Regions from separate parts of the Anser cygnoides genome. Here region 1 is linked to region 2. Evidence: chromatin contacts called from public Hi-C data. All regions are on one chromosome and are shown on one strand. The core of a region is the stretch at or near the end of the contact, and the rest is flanking DNA. Distances in the headings are between cores, read along the strand shown. Region 1 holds the start of GEMIN5 (gem nuclear organelle associated protein 5). Region 2 overlaps LARP1 (La ribonucleoprotein 1, translational regulator).

What was found. Hi-C and Micro-C count contacts between places; a contact is called where the count stands out from the background.
Region 1: a Hi-C map of liver shows a contact between it and region 2, with 6 times the contacts expected there. The contact joins the promoter of GEMIN5 here to the enhancer-like site in region 2. A contact is called at or near these places in 2 of 7 Hi-C or Micro-C datasets (both in liver).

Annotation. Positions count from the first base shown.
Region 1 is chr14:7,429,715-7,433,006 of Taihu_goose_T2T_genome, forward strand. GEMIN5 (gem nuclear organelle associated protein 5) reads right to left here and starts at 1,376. Exons shown (of 28, transcript XM_066977226.1): 1 at 1,174-1,376; 2 at 857-1,011; 3 at 28-209. The coding sequence starts at 1,327. It overlaps MRPL22 (mitochondrial ribosomal protein L22), which reads left to right and starts at 1,379. Exons shown (of 6, transcript XM_066977235.1): 1 at 1,379-1,460; 2 at 1,572-1,617; 3 at 2,926-3,061. The coding sequence starts at 1,397.
Region 2 is chr14:7,362,939-7,366,257 of Taihu_goose_T2T_genome, forward strand. All of the region lies in intron 2 of LARP1 (La ribonucleoprotein 1, translational regulator), which reads left to right. Among named protein-coding and RNA genes, the nearest start is that of LARP1, 22 kb to the left of the region's middle. Within about 2 kb of position 1,388, at least 3 of the 3 cell types and tissues checked have open chromatin away from gene starts, as enhancers often do. A contact at or near this core is called in liver, where this site is marked.

The DNA.
Region 1 (3,292 bases), core at 126-2,625, 67 kb after region 2:
GAAGAATGGGAAGCAAAACATACTTACCCAACAGCCACGAGGTTTTCATTATGAGGAGAACAAGTGAGACAAAAAATTGTCCGAGGCTCTGGGAAGAATTGCTGGCTGTCGCTTCTGCTATGCCAGTAACAAACAATTATCCCTTTTTCATCACCGGATACAATCAAATCCTTCACAAGGGGTGACCAGTGCAACGCTGAAACTGCATTCTGAAGAAAGACAAATGAATACATTTAAAGCTGTCTAGTATGCTTGGCCACTGAATTTATTTTGGAGGTCGTTTAAAGAATTAAAGCACAGAATAAAATGAAGTGCATTTAGCAGCGGTTTCTTTTGGATGGAAAACAGACAACAATAACCTAACAGCCTGCTTTCATTCGCTACCTAGAAATCATGTAACACTGAACACAAGCAGAAAATACTCTGTGAGCACTCCTCAGTATCAGTTGGGTTAGTTCTAAACCTTTTCAATTATTTTGGGCTTTTGCACATTTGACTTATTTGCCAGCATCCTGAGTCACAGCAGCTGTCCATGTGTACGTTCTTACCCCCGTCCTGTGCAGGATGATAACTTGCTGAAAAGATTTTAAGCAGGCATGGTCTGGGTGAAGTGGCATTGAGCACGTGCTACAAGCACAGGCATGCTTGATCACAGAGCTCTGATGACTGCCCACTGCTTGGCTTGTGAGGATGTTGTAACAACAACGCAGACCTAAGGCTAGGAAAAAAAACCTATCCAGAAGCATTTATCCGTTCTAACCTCACCACTTCAGGATTTTGCCTCGGGTTAGCGTGAGACCCTCCCCCCCCCACCTGAGATATAAAAGGGCGGGCTCCGGCAGCTCCTGGCTCCCACCTGGTGCAGGTCGTGCTCTCCCAGCGGGCCCAGGCTGTCGGCGTCCCACACCTGCACGCTGCCGTCGTCGGAGCCGCTGGCGCAGAGGCCGCCGTGCGCGGGGTGCCGGCAGAAGGCGAAGGCGGCCACCCTGTCCGTGTGCCCGATCAGCTCTCCTGCACCGGCAACCAAGGGAAGCCCCGTGAGCACCCCGAGCCTTCCCACACACCCCAGACCCTCCTAATCCCCCCCCCCATGCCCCCTCACCCCCCTCCCGTTACCCCCCACGCCGTGAGGCGAGGGGGCAGCGAAGCCCCCCCTCCGGTCCGCCACGGTACCGTAAAAGGCGGGCGCGGCGGGGCTGCTGACATCCAGCAGGCAGATGCGGTGCCTGGCGGCGAAGCCGAAGAAGCGGCCGTCGGCGCTGGTGTCGCTGCAGCGGCTGCAGTACCAGTTGGGCGAGGCGGGCAGCACCCGGCCCGCCGCCGCCATCTCGCCCCGCCGCCGTTACCTCACGCCGCGGGCGCTGCCGTCGGGCGCAGCGCCGCAAAGCGTCGCGAAATGCCCGCCCCTCGCCCGCAAAGCGCGGCCGGGAAGATGGCGGCGGGGAGGGCCCTGGGTGCCGGTGAGCGGGGGGTGGGGGGAGAGCGGGGCTGGTGTTCCCCCAGGGGTCCCGCTGCTGTTGTCGGGGCTCCGGGGGCTTTTCCCTGTTTCACCCCGCTGCTTCCTCTCGCAGGTGGCGCCTGGCTGCGTGGGCTCCTGGGCTGGGCGCGGCCGGAGAGGTGAGTGCGGGTGCCTGGCACTGCACAGCCCCGGGGCTCGTTCGGGAGCTGCCCTCGCTTGTTGCTTGTGTATCGTCCTATAAAGCCTTATGCATATAGCATAAAACATATTAAAAAAAAAAACATTGCATGTAAAGTATATAAACTTTTGCTTGTTACTTTTTTCTTTTTGTAACGCGTTTGTGTCCTCTTCGCTCTCCCAAAGTCACGTCAGAGTTGCTCTCCACATGACAAATAGAGGCTCTTCACATGTGGCTGGATCGCCTTAAGGCACAGAATGTGGAATTCCTTAGTCTGTCAGATGCATTAGTGCGTTCTGCTGATGCGTGAAAGGCAGTACTTACCTCACTGTTGGTTAGGTTGTTAAACTGCGAAACGATGTTTATGAACTAGGCAAGTATTGTCCTGCATTGATAGGTGATGTTATATTTGGTGATGCTAAATTGTAGTTTCAATAAATAACTGAAAAAATAATCCGTAACATTTAAATCTATATCATGTTCTACTCCTTATTAATGCCATGTGAAAGCTTTCCAAGGTGTACAATGCTTTATTGAAATTAATAAGTGTATTCTGTTTGTCAGTCACTTTCTAAAATGTTTTACACCATTTGGCAACCCAGACAAAGCTGTTCAGGCCTCAGTAGAGCTCGCAGTGTCTGGTCTTGATCTCGTCTATTTCTTGTGGCTGCCTGGTGCTGCTCTGTCCAGTCAGCAGGGGGCAAAATGCAGCTTGGTCTCTGAGGTGAGCAAACTGAGTGAAAACTGTAGAAAGGTTTTTGCAGTCAGCTATCTTACAGTGATTTCATTGCATTTTGAAAGCAGTTGAGATTATTTTCCCTTTCAAATTTCAGATAGGGTGAATGCTTATACACTTCTAATACTGTTAGTACTTAGTCCCTTGAAAAGGTAGAAATTTTTACTGTTAAAATGTTTGTTGTTAGAAGTTAAGTAAGTATTGGCTAGTCTTGGAAAACTGAAGATGTGAATTGTTTGTGAGTAATGAACTCCACGCAAGACCAGAAAGGTAATGGTGTCTTTGTGTGACAATCAGGGGACGTTAACTGTAGAATCTTATGCTGTACAAGTGCCATTTAAGGTTCCTGGCCTGCTTTAGGGAGCCTAAAGCTTTCTGTTGAATTACAAAGCCCTCGCAATGTGAACTGTAAAGGACTTTTACAGTTTTATTTGAAAGTATTCAAATGTGACAGTTCTCTTCATCAAGATGGGTAAGTTCACAATTTTCCAGATAAACTGGACAGCAAGAAATTTTGTGTTCAGCAACAAAAGCTCTGGTTTTGTCTTGCAGGTGGTTAGCATCCAGTAGTGTTTTCCCTCTGTCATGCATCCACACAAGTGCATGTCTACAGAAACTTGGGAAGTGGGAGAAAAAGAACAGGATTGTTTACCCTCCGCAGCTGCCTGGAGAACCTCGCAGACCAGCTGTAAGGATACACCTGTGAATTTCTTGTTTATGTTTAGTAGTTTTAGAGCAGATTGTCTTTGGTTATCTTCACAAGGCACTATTCTGATAGCTTATTCATTTGGTTTTTTTAACATTGAAGTCTGTTTGGCATATTGACATTGTAAAAGTTAACATCGCTCTGGATGTTCTCTATTTCTAAATTATGTTGGAACTTCAAGTTGCTGTGCAGCTGATCGCCTGCTTAATGTGT
Region 2 (3,319 bases), core at 138-2,637:
CAGAAGGAGGAGCGGGTTCGTCCAGGCGAGGCAGAGCTCCCAGGGCCAGCTCCGAGCATCACCGCCCTCCTGCCATCCAGGGCTGGATCCCGCAGCGGAGCCCCGCTTCCCCTCGCCGCCAGCCCAGCAGCTGGTGCCTCTGTGCCGAGTGCTCCCCCAGTGCTGGTCACCCCGGTCAGGTTCCCGGCATACCTCCTGCTTTCCAGATAAGCTCCAGGACCTTGGGCTGGGCCCTGTTTGTCGCGCTTGGTGCTTTATCAGCTCTCGGCCGCTGACAAGGTGACCTGCAGCACCAAGGACCGTGCGGGAGGGAAGGTCTCCCCGGCCCGTGCCGTGCTTTGGGATGGCACCGCTGGGACCCGCAGCGTGTGTGTGTGTGTGTGCGTGTGTGACCACGTGCACCCCGCATCACTCGTGTGCTGAGCACCCTGGTCTCGGCGCTGCGACCCGGCTCGGTGCTGGGCTTGCAGCGCGCCGTGTGGAGGTCAGCTCCGCGGCGAGGCCGGGCCCGGGAGGGGCGGTCTCGCTGGGTCATCGTTTTTCAAACTAAATATAGTCGCCTGTGCTTTCATAAGGCTGGGATTTTTGCGTCACGTGATTGTCTTATCCCTCCTGGCCGGCAGTCAGTCAGAGTAGGGGATCTTGTGTCTGAATGGGTAATAATTAACTGTTAACTAGCTTTTCATTAGAGGCTGGCAGAACAGGCAGAGCGGTGCCGCAGAGGTAAGCAGGAGCGGAGGAAACCCCTCGGGGTCCGTCCTGGAGGGTGGAGGCCAGTGCTGGTAGGACACCCCCCCTTTAATTTGCAAATCAGCAGCCCCCAAAGGTGAGCGGGTTGGTTTTTCTCGGGCGTTTTACGAGGAGTCGCGAGTCCTGCCGTGTCCTGCGCGTCTGTCCTTGCCGTCCTGTACTTCCTGCTCGCGTCGCCCCTCCCTCTCCCCAGCCGCTGATTTTTTTTTTTTCAGGTCACGAACTATCAGCTGGGCTCCGGGCCGCCCTGGAGGAGAGCCTGACCCTCGGCCTCCTCCACGGCTTGGCTCCTCTGCCTGCCCTCATTCTCCCCGGGCCGCTGCAGCCTCGTCTCGGTGCTGAGCGCGCCCCGCCGTCCTCCCCGCCCCGCCGCCGAGGTGCCCTTGCTGTGCCTCGGCGCCCCGAGCAGCAGCTGAACCAACTCGCCTCTTTTCTCAGGGTCTGCAGCCCCAGCCCGCCCCTGACGGACGTCCACAGGTTGCAGGACCGACGTGGCGTCTGCCGCTGCGGGAGCCGCGAGCGCTGCCGGCTTTTCCAGCCCTCTCCATTAACCGTTTAATCCGCCGGGGAGCGTTTGCAGATGTCCTCGGAGGCATCGGAGCGGCTGGCGTCGCTCTCCTGCGGGATGACAGGGGAATTGCTGGCTCAGTGCTCGGCCGGCCAGGGACGTGCCCGTGCCAGGGAAGCCGGGTCAGGCGCCGGGGCTGGAGCTGCGCGGCACCGTGGGCGCTACTCCGCTCTCCCGGGGACAGCAAGGTGGCTCCGTATTGCGCCCTGCTTGTGGCACCAGGGAGCTGGGCATCCCTGGCCGCGTCCCTGCTGCAGTTTGGGAGCCACCGGCTCTCCCAGCAAAGACCGTGGGAGAAGTCAGCTTTCCTCAGAAAACTGGGGAATTTCTTGTCGTCTCCTCCTGCGCGACCCAGGGGTCGGTGCAGGGCGTGCGTGTTTGGCGTCTGTGGTGAAAGTTTCCTAGAAATTCTCTTGGGGAAGGATGTCACTTGAAAAGGCAGCCGAAAGATGTCACTTGCCCTTAAGATGGTTCATTTGCTACCTTTAACAGCAGTCAGCTGTGCCAGGAAAAATCCACGGCATCCTCGCTGGTGCTGTTAGTGCTGGAAGCACCCAGTGGCATTTCTTTACCCGCTCCTTCCTGACCGCAGCTTGGCTGTGAGCTGAAGGGTTCTTACCCTGAACCGGAGGGCCGCGGGAGAGCTTTGTGCAGCGCTGGTAAACCCACACCAGTCCTGGGAGCAAACGGGAGTCAGACGCTGCGGGTGTGTGCGTGCAGGAGCTTGTAGCTCAGTTACAGGCGTTCAAAAAGAAATTCTGTTCGTAGCCTCCCTGTGACCGGGGCTGCGTAATAACGGGTGCCCCCGCTTGTTGGGAAGCGCTGTGCCCGCCTGCGCTGCCTTTGGGCTGCAGTCAGCAAGGGGACAGGCTGCAGATTCACCTTCCCCTGCTCGGGAGCCATCTGAGGAACATCAGCCGAGGGATGCGAGGCGTTGCGGAGCTGGGAACAAAGCTCCGGAGCCGTGCTCCCAGCCCAGGGCTCTGGCTCCGTCCCGCTGCCGCCCATCAGCCTGCCCTCAGCCTGCCCCTCTGCGTTTTCCTGGGGCCAGCCCCCGTGCTCCGGGAGCTTGCTTTAGGACACCCAGGTAGGAGTGTTCCCATGCTCTCCGCAGCGCTGTCAGATGCCCTTTTTGAAGTTATTTTTAGCGAGTGATCTTTGCAGCCGTCGCAGAGCTTACATTGCGGAGAAGTGTAGGCAGCTCCTCGCTTCCTTCCCTGTTACAGCAGGGCTTGTGAGGTGGAGCCGTCTGCCGAGGAGCTGCAGAAAATTGCTTGGAAGGCTTTGAGCCGCGGCGCCTGCAGCTCGTCTCGCTCCTGCCGAACGTGCTTCCCATGTGCTTCACGGGATCCTGCTCCGCTCTGCACTTTGAGGGCTTTTGCTTGGTCCTCACCTCGCCCGTCGTACAGCAGTTTTTCTTGCACGTGCAAGAAAATTCGCGAAGGTGTTGGAAGTATCCCTCCTAGCGGCTGGCCCTGCCCACAGAGGTGTGCTGCCAGCTGGGAGCTGTGTGACCGCGTGCCCCAGGCAGTGGTGCTGGCTGCAGCTGGTTCCCTGCAGTCCCGGAGCAGGAGATGCCACCTGGTCGTGCCAGAAGATGCTTTCCTTGCAGCAGCATCTCGTTTTAAACTCCAGGCGAGCTCCGTTACGGTGCTCCCTTGATTTTCCACCCTCGTGCACGCACCCCTGCAGCTACAGCTGCGGTTCGGTGGGAGGCAGAGCGGCGCGGCGTTGTGAACCTGGAGGAGGCGCGCTCTGTGTCCCAGTTTGCCCTGAACCGGGCTGGTTTCGTGTACCTGGTGCTGTCCTCAACAAAACGTCAGCGTGCGAAGCCAGCCGGTGCTGTAAATCCCAGAATTTTCTGATGTGTGCAGGGCTTTGGGACAGGCGTTACACCACTTGTAACGCGGGGAAGGCTGGTGGGAAGGGGAAGGCTGCCATCAGCTTACAGGGCGCGTCTGCCCTGCAGGACTCGTCCTCCAAACCTCTCTGGAGGAGGCG